3 separate regions of the Sus scrofa genome follow, and regions 2 and 3 are each linked to region 1. A link is a contact called in public HiChIP or PLAC-seq data. All regions are on one chromosome and are shown on one strand. The core of a region is the stretch at or near the end of the contact, and the rest is flanking DNA. Distances in the headings are between cores, read along the strand shown.

Region 1 (2,700 bases), core at 26-2,525:
ACCGGGCGAAGAAACCCGCTGCATAAGGGACTGGGGAGGGGCCAGGTACAAATCGGCCACGGAGACCGACCCAGAGTAGAGCCCGCTTTTCCCGGCCTGGCCCCTCCGCCCCCGTCCGGCCGGCCTTCGGGGCAGGGGCCTCCGCCCTCGCCGTCCCCGCCGCCGCCTCCTCGGCCCTCCCGCGAAAGAAACAAAGAGCCGGCGCCCCAACCCGAAGAACTGTAGCCGCCGGGGCGGGCGACGGTGAGATTTTGCCCTGGAACGAGGGGCGGGCGCAGGAAAGGCGAGCCGGCGGTGCCTGGGTCTAACAGCGGCGCTTGGGGCAGCGTGGGGTGCCGGACCCGCGGGTTTGGGGCCGGGAGCCCCGGCGCCGGGCAGTGGCCTGGCGAGCGCGCGCCGGGACCGAACGACAGGCGAACACCGGGCGCGCCGGGGCCCGCGGACCGCGCCTCCACGGCAGGGGTGGCGGAGCGCGCGGGCAGCGGCAACAGTTGCACTCACCGGATCGGAAGAAGGCCGCGATGTCGGCCAGGTCCTTGGCCGCCTCTTCTGCCCCTTCGCCGGCGCCGCCCCCGCAGCCCGAGCCCGCCGCGCTGGCCGTGGCGGCGGGGCCGGAGGACGCGGCGGGGGCGGCAGCGCCGCCGCTGCTGCTGCCGCTCATGGCTGCGGCAGCGCCCGCGGCCGCGCCCGGCTCGGGCCCCGCGTCCCTAGCGCCGCGCGCCGCCCGCTCCGCGCCCGGCCTGGCGGCGCCGATCGCCCAGCTGCCCCGGCCCGGCGCGTGGACGCAGAGCCCCGGGGCGGCGGCGGCGGCGGGCGGCGGCGGCGGCGGCGGCGGCTCGGCCTGAGGAGCGCGCCCACATAGACGAGGACTCCGCCCGGGAGCCGCGAGCCGGCGGTGGGGCGAGGGCGCGGAGCCACGGCCTCGGCGGCGCCGGCCGGAGCGCGGGCAGTAACGCGCGCCGCGCTGAACACGCAATCTCGAGGGCGGGGGCCCGTGGCCGGCGGGAGCTCCGGGATCACGGGCGCCGGCGGCAGCCGCGAGCCTCCATCTTGATTTCAAATGGGGAAGGAAGGAGGGGGAGGGGGGAAATCACGGCTGAGGGAACCCGGGTGAAAGGAAAAGGGAGAGCAGGGAAAGGAGAGGAAGGAAAAAAAGAGGGGCTTCGGGAATTTCCGGCGAGAATCGTCAGGGGCCCGAGCTTGGGCTCGGCGGGTGGGCGGGGCCTGCAGTGGGCCGGGCCTGGCAGGAGGGGCGGGGCCGCACCCGGTGCCGGGAGCTGAGAGAGCTCAAGCGTTCCGCCTGGTCCCTCTCCTGCTCCGGCAGCTGCAACCCTGGGGAGGTGCCGGAACGCTCTAACCAGCGGAGGCGGTTTCCAGGCCCGGCGTTGCGCCCCCAGCCGGGCGCTCTCTCCTGCTGCGTGAGACCGACCTCCGAGCACTCGAGCTGTTTATCTCGCCCGCGGGTTCGGCTGACTCCGGCACAAGGCCGGCGTGTTTCTCGATGGCGCAGCGCGGGCACTGGCACGTAGTCGGGGTTCCATAGTAGTTGTGGAATGAAGAGAGAGAGCATGAAAACGGCGTGTATATACTCCAGTCCCGGAGCGAGGAGGACAAGCCTCTGAACTCTTGGAGGACGTCTGCTCGCCTGTAACATGACATTCCGGACTCTGGCTCCTCAGTCCCTACTTCACCGAAATGGAGAGAATAGGGAAGGTGATAGTGGCTGAAGAGACCAAAGGAAATTAGGGGTAGATGACATTCAGCTTTACGGCAGATCCGTGTCAAGCCAGCATCTGACAAATATTCAAGTACAAACCGCCTCTGAGGTGGCTGCAAGCGAAGTGGCCAGAAGGTATGGGTGTCAGAGGTTAAAGGATCCAATGCTGCCAAAAGCAAGGAGAGCCCGAAACAAGACTGTTAAAAAAAAAAAAAATGGTGGATGAAACCACTGTACATGTATATTAGAAATGAACAATTAAGTACATGAATGGCGGGTGGTGGATACCAGGTTTTTCATTGTAAATGAGGAAGGCTAGAATGATCTATCTGGTACAGGGTTGGACACATGAGTATGAACTCATGTTTAGCTTAATATAGACACAGATGGATATATAAAAAGACTTACAGATATGTGTATATCTACATATGTTTCCTTGCTCTGTCAGCTAAGTGGGCTTAGAAATAATACTCCTATAGCAGGATACACACCTGACACTCAGATCTTGTTATTAACATCATTCTTCAATAAAAGGAACCCAGGCTCCTCAGGGAAATGGCTGACTCTAGGACTGGGGCAGAAAATGTACAAGAGAGCATGGAGCATCTTGTGCCAGAAGGTAAGGAAGTGCTCAAAAAAATTTTTTTTAACTAACAACCAGAGCAATGATGGGGAAGGGAAGGTCTGTCAAAAGGACAAAGGAACCAATTGAAAGCTCCCAGTGACCAAAGCTAGAACAATGTGAGCGGCAAAATAAATAAGGCAATGCTTGGTTATTCCAGTTATTCCCAAACTATAAAATAAATATCCATGAATCTGATATAATTCAGTGACTGAATAAGTCATTGAGCATGAAGAGAGAAGAGACATTCCAATGCAGAATTCCAAATCATTTGGAATTTCAAAGAGATGGGCTAGAAGTCCCCTCTCCTTAACTATGAGCCACACCCTAGTGACTTCCTCCCAGAGTACAAAATGGAAAG
Region 2 (2,700 bases), core at 135-2,634, 88 kb before region 1:
AGCTCCACTCACGGAGACTCCATGCGTGAGTGCAAGTGGCCGCAAACACCATCCCATCTTCTGAGTAATGACACGGTGTCATCTGATCTTGGCTGCAAGTCTACAAGTTCATCATCACTCCTTGCATTTAGATAAAGAGTTTGTTTGGCTGACATTTTTTTTTTCCCACAGCAAGACTCAAGGAAGGAAGCGGCTGGGGGACTTAGAGATACACACTGCCCTGGCAGACCAGCACTTCCAGTACCACTGCTCTTCCTTACACCTAAGCACCCACGTACTTAAACGTTTACAAGTTACACGTATTTCTTCTCTGGTAGTTAAAGCATGTTTTGATTTTTTAAATTACTCATTAATTACATGGCAGGATAGTACCTAAAGCATTACACAATATATCATAAACCTGGGATGGTAGGTCTGTGGGAGTTGGGAACCACCCACTGTTGTGAAGAAATCTCCTCGATCCAGCCTTGAACACTGTCTTCCTAAAGGTACAGCGAAACCCAGCAAGGAGGGCATGATTACCTGGACTGTTCCAAGATGGTGAAAATTACATCACCCCCAACTTAAACGAAATTTCTAGTGACTAAGAACCTGTCTGCTGAGATGTTACTATTTCACTTCACTCAGAAGTGAGAAAAAGAGGGAGACCCCCACTCTCCTCCCATGTCTTAATACTAACGAAAGATCCTGCAAACAAGAACCCACAAGCCCATTCTCCCTGAACACTGCTTCTGAACTATCGCTGCAGGCTGAGTAGCTGCAACAGAGACCATATGGGTCCACAAAACTTAATCTGGTCCACAAAGCTGACAATCTGGCACTTCGAAAAAAAGTACCTACTCCTGTTCTAGATCAAACATACTTTGATGTTTTATTTTTATCTTAAATCTATTTTAAACATATAAAATCTATATCTCATAATCAATATTATAAATTTAAACATTATGGGGGACGTCTCAGATAAGCAGGATGGTTTGAACTTCCTTGTTAAATACATCTTAATTTTAGTCTCTTTGATTTCATGAACGCGTGTCTAAAATTTCCTGTCTGGATTCTGGTTTGTCACAGCCTGCAATCAGAATGGTCTGACCCCATCAATTATAATTTGATACATTCAAACATTAATAGGAGAGAAAACTTTTCTATCAAGTAAATTCCTCTAAAGTCAAAAGAGCTCTGTAAATACAAGTGGTGATAAAGCAGGGATGGATTTCATTCTAAAGAGCTTATTCAAACCGATGGGATTTGTGCCCATGTAAATTACCGCAGTTAAATCCACAGGCAACCTCCGGAAAGCTGCAAGAAACAGGAGCTGTACAGTGAGGTTTTTCTAGTCACAACTCTCTGGGCTTCGAGCCTGGGAATGTGAAACTGTGAGCTGCTGCCCCTTTGCTGGGAGCTCTCTCTCCAACATTCCCAGGTCAGCTGTCGGCTCACTCCCAGTACACAGTCTGTCAACCACAGGCTCACTTGTTCACGGCCACAAATGAGCCGTCCGCTTCGAAAACAGCTTCTGCTCGCGAGTTCAGCGTAGACCTCAGGAGGATTGAGCGGGAACTCGAGTCTCCGGCTTGGCAGGTCTTCTCACTGTCACAGCTGTCAAGAAGGACTCTGTTCCTGGCATATTTCCACATAGCACTTCAGAGCTAAAACTCCAGGTGCAGAAACTTACATTAAGACACACAGACACAATTTCCCCCCAGGTCTAATCAGGCAGTAATGAAAATGAACCTTTTTCTCCTTTTTCCTCGTTGGGGACAGAGGTGGGGGTGGGGTTTCCTTCATTCAGAAATTTGCCATCAAAAACCCAGGCAAGGCCCAGCTCTCACTCACTAACTAACCTGCCTGTCCTCTGAACCCTGGGGAGCACAGACCGCAACTCTCAGGGGCCTCTATGACAGACAACTTTGCTAAATATTAATATCGGCTGTACTCATTGTGAGTGTCAAACTTCACAAATATGATAATAGCAAAACTGGATTCTAACTTCACTCTGAAGAGATTTTTTCCATCACAACAGAAAACTAACTTTATTCTTACAGAGTAACTTCTCAGTTGAGATCAATGAACAAAGCTCAAGTTGTTTCCCTAAATTTCATTATCTACACTAAACAATTTAGGTGTCAGAGTCATTATCAGATGACTTGAACCCTCCCAATACAATCTCACCATATTGCAGACAAGGTTAAAAGCAGGCAGGGCTCTAGTATGTGCACAGAGGTCTTCCTCCCCAACCACGTGTCTCAGAGGCTGTGCCTTTGATGGCCCATTCCCTACAGAGCCAAGAGGAACAGTCCTGAGCACACAACAGACCTGGGAACACACTCACTGCTGGACTGCATTAAACACAAAAACCAGAGCAAGTCTCTGAGTAAAATCAATCTGCGCTCAAACCTGAAATCAAGTGGATGGGCAGGCATCTGGGTCTCGCTGAAGATTCTGCTTCACACAGCACCAGGATGCCCGTTCCTTATCACTAAGGCCAAGAGGGTGTTGTTCCTAGACTTTCTCCTCGTGCTGTGATTTACAGAAGACATCCCCCTTTAACTTTCCAAGAGGTGATCTCAGAGTCAGTCCCTTCCCTTTGTGACACTGCAGGAGCTGAAGGCTTTCTGGGGATAGGACCAGAATGCCTGCAATTCCTCAAGGCCCGAGGGGTGTGAACAAAGCCTGGCCTGAACACCAAGGGCTCAAAATGAT
Region 3 (2,700 bases), core at 14-2,513, 130 kb before region 1:
AGTTAAAAATAAACATTGTCAGGGAGGAGAGCAGGGATTATAAATAGCTGGGGACTGGCCACTGCTCCCTCCTGGCTCTGTCCTTCCAGGTTTTCTGGGTCATGCCCCCCTGGAGGAATGTCACTGGTTAATGTGGTCAGATGGCCTGGTGTCACCCGCTTCACAGGATGGCCAAGGTCCCTCCTTCTCACATCAGGCCAATTCTCCCCAAGCCCCAGCATCGTAGAAGGCCAAGTGGAAATACTGTGGCAAGGAGGCACGCAGCAGGCAATTTAGGCCAAGCCAATATCCATCTAAACAAAAGGAATTCTGGCAGCCCAAATACGGCTGGCCCAGCACTTCAGGGCAAATGCCCACGTGGGAGGTTGGGGTCAGACACGTTCATCCTCAGCATTTTTCTCTGGGACAGCTCCACCAGAGGTAATCTAGGTTTGGGAGGCCAGCCATCCTCATCAAAACCAGTGACTATCATTAATGGCAGAGCCATCTCTAGAAAGAACTAAAGACTGCTGCCCCATCTCTATTTTCCTGTCTGTTTTTGCCAAAACAGTACAAGGAAGTCTTTATTGAAAATACTTGTGAACTTGTATTGTAAGCCTGGGAACAACTGAAGCAAGAGACAGACCCAGAATTAAAAGCAAGAAAAGAGCTCTCAGTAAATGACGGAGCTTCCACTAAGGTGTCCCTGAGCAGTTCCTGTGGACCAGCCCTGCCGCAGGTTTAGCTTATAAAACCCACTGTCTAAGGAGGGCACAGGAGGGTGACCAAATGCACACACCAGGAAAGAGGAAATGACTTTAAAGTTCAGCCTGAGGGTGGGGTCCGGCCTAAGCCACCTGGGGCTACTAAAAGCAAGTCAGGACAGGGCAACCTCGGCCGCAAGAGGAGGAGAACCAAGAGGAGAAACTGTGGAGAGAAGGGGAGCCCCAGATTCTGTATATAAACTTGGCCCAAACCTCTGGCTGCCCACCGAGCCAGCACGTTGGGGGCAGGTTCCAAGCAGCTCCTGCTCCACATGAAGGGTAAGGACCTAAGTCCAGACTGGAATGGCACCCACTGCAGAGCCCAGCAGGCAGAAACAAGCCCACAGACTGCAACAAAACCAGCACCTTTTGGAGGAATCTGACAGAATCTGGTCGCTACAACATATTACTGAACAAAACAAAGAATGGGTAGATCAGTAACCATCCTTTCCATGGACGACTTAACACAGGAATGAAGGGCTCTGTGTTAAGGATGCAACCATGACACTGACAATCATCAGAGACTTTGTGCAAAGATGGCAGCAAACACATCTGGACGCTGACCCTGAGGTCCAGGTCCAGGGCCTTGGCAGCACTACCCAGCCGGCTGTGAAAGGGCTCGGCAACCCAGGCCTCCAGATCGCCAGGCCGGTTTGCTTTCCAATACACCATGCTTTGTGCTGGCAGCACCCCAAGCTCTTAAAACAGTGGCTATTTATAAAAGGCAGAACAAGAGCCAAGGTTCTGCAATTTCATCCTTAAGGTTCCTTCAAAACTCTTGAATGGACACAATGTAGTCTCAGCAATTCATCACAGGTCATTGGGTAATCCACTCCATGTGTCTGCAAAGACTGATTACACCTCAACTCCAACCGAGGTGGAGAGAGATGGCAGTGGGGTAAATGCAAAGAACAGTTAGGGGAGCTCCTGTTGTGGCTCAACCAGTTAAGAACTAGACAAGTATCCACGAGGATGAGGGTTTGATCCTTGGCCTTGCCCGGTAAGTTAAGAATCTGACGTTGCTGTGAGCTGCAGTGTAGGTTGCTGATACAGCTCGGATCCAGTGTTGTTGAGGTGTAGGCCTCAGCTGTAGCTCTGATTTGACACCTAGCCCAGAAACTTCCATATGTTGCAGGTGTGGCCATTAAAAAAAAAAAAAAAAAAAAAAAAAAAAAAGGAATTAGGCACCAGGGCAGCCCTCACAGAGACAAGCTCATAAATACCTAGAGAAAAATGTACAGTATGAAAGACTCTGTAAGCAGCACAAAGTACTACAGGACCCAGGCAATGGAGAAAGCAGATCAAATGACAGAAATACTGGGAAGGAGGAAGCTGTAGCTGTGATCCCAATCTACAGGTATTTGAAAATATCAGATAAGAAAATGCATGCTTCCTACTGGTCCCTCGTAGCCTATGCCCCAAGATGCCCTGGTCAGAACACAGCAGAACCCTGGGACTCTGCCAACTCGGAACTCCACCTATTTATTAACACCCCTGATGGAGTGAAGGATGCTAGTTAGAGAGGCTATGTCACAGGCTATCCCACAGGAAGAATATCCTACCGATGTGAGAACAAAGTCAAGAACACAAAACTTGACAATGAAAACCTCCATCTCCCACATTCCACTGTTAGCTACAGACTCACTCCCATGTATCCTTAGTTTCTTTAAAATGTAGTTGCTTTTGCCTGTCGGTCCCTGAATTGCCCTCTGAAATTGAGACTCACAGTTTTCTAGAGGAAGAAAGGCACATGACTCAATGGCTACATTGGTGTTGAAATGCATTAAATTCTATTGTGATATATGTACGTGCCTGAACATAGACTGGAATATAAATTCCAAATGCTTTTACCACATATTTTTGCTAAATATGTCACAAAAAAGAGATTTTTGTTTTGTTTTGGCCTAGAACACAGCATGCACAAGTTCCTGCGCCAAGGATGGAACCTGAGCCACAG

Evidence for each region. HiChIP or PLAC-seq counts read pairs in DNA pulled down with a chosen protein or histone mark.
Region 2: a contact with region 1 is called in an H3K27ac HiChIP or PLAC-seq map of skeletal muscle. The contact joins two enhancer-like sites. A contact is called at or near these places in 5 of 47 Hi-C or Micro-C datasets (embryonic fibroblasts and skeletal muscle) and 2 of 2 datasets of contacts at active chromatin or transcription factors (alveolar macrophages and skeletal muscle).
Region 3: a contact with region 1 is called in an H3K27ac HiChIP or PLAC-seq map of skeletal muscle. The contact joins the promoter of TRIO here to the enhancer-like site in region 1. A contact is called at or near these places in 1 of 5 promoter capture datasets (liver), 19 of 47 Hi-C or Micro-C datasets (alveolar macrophages, brain, embryonic fibroblasts and 10 more) and 2 of 2 datasets of contacts at active chromatin or transcription factors (alveolar macrophages and skeletal muscle).

What each region holds. Positions count from the first base shown.
Region 1 is chr16:3,562,331-3,565,030 of Sscrofa11.1, reverse strand. No RefSeq gene overlaps it. Among named protein-coding and RNA genes, the nearest start is that of TRIO, 130 kb to the left of the region's middle. Within about 2 kb of position 1,275, at least 69 of the 83 cell types and tissues checked have an H3K27ac peak or open chromatin away from gene starts, as enhancers often do. A contact at or near this core is called in alveolar macrophages, brain, embryonic fibroblasts and 6 more, where this site is marked.
Region 2 is chr16:3,650,540-3,653,239 of Sscrofa11.1, reverse strand. No RefSeq gene overlaps it. Among named protein-coding and RNA genes, the nearest start is that of TRIO, 39 kb to the left of the region's middle. Within about 2 kb of position 1,384, at least 29 of the 83 cell types and tissues checked have an H3K27ac peak or open chromatin away from gene starts, as enhancers often do. A contact at or near this core is called in embryonic fibroblasts and skeletal muscle, where this site is marked.
Region 3 is chr16:3,689,403-3,692,102 of Sscrofa11.1, reverse strand. TRIO (triple functional domain protein) reads right to left here and starts at 1,263. Exons shown (of 56, transcript XM_021077142.1): 1 at 1-1,263.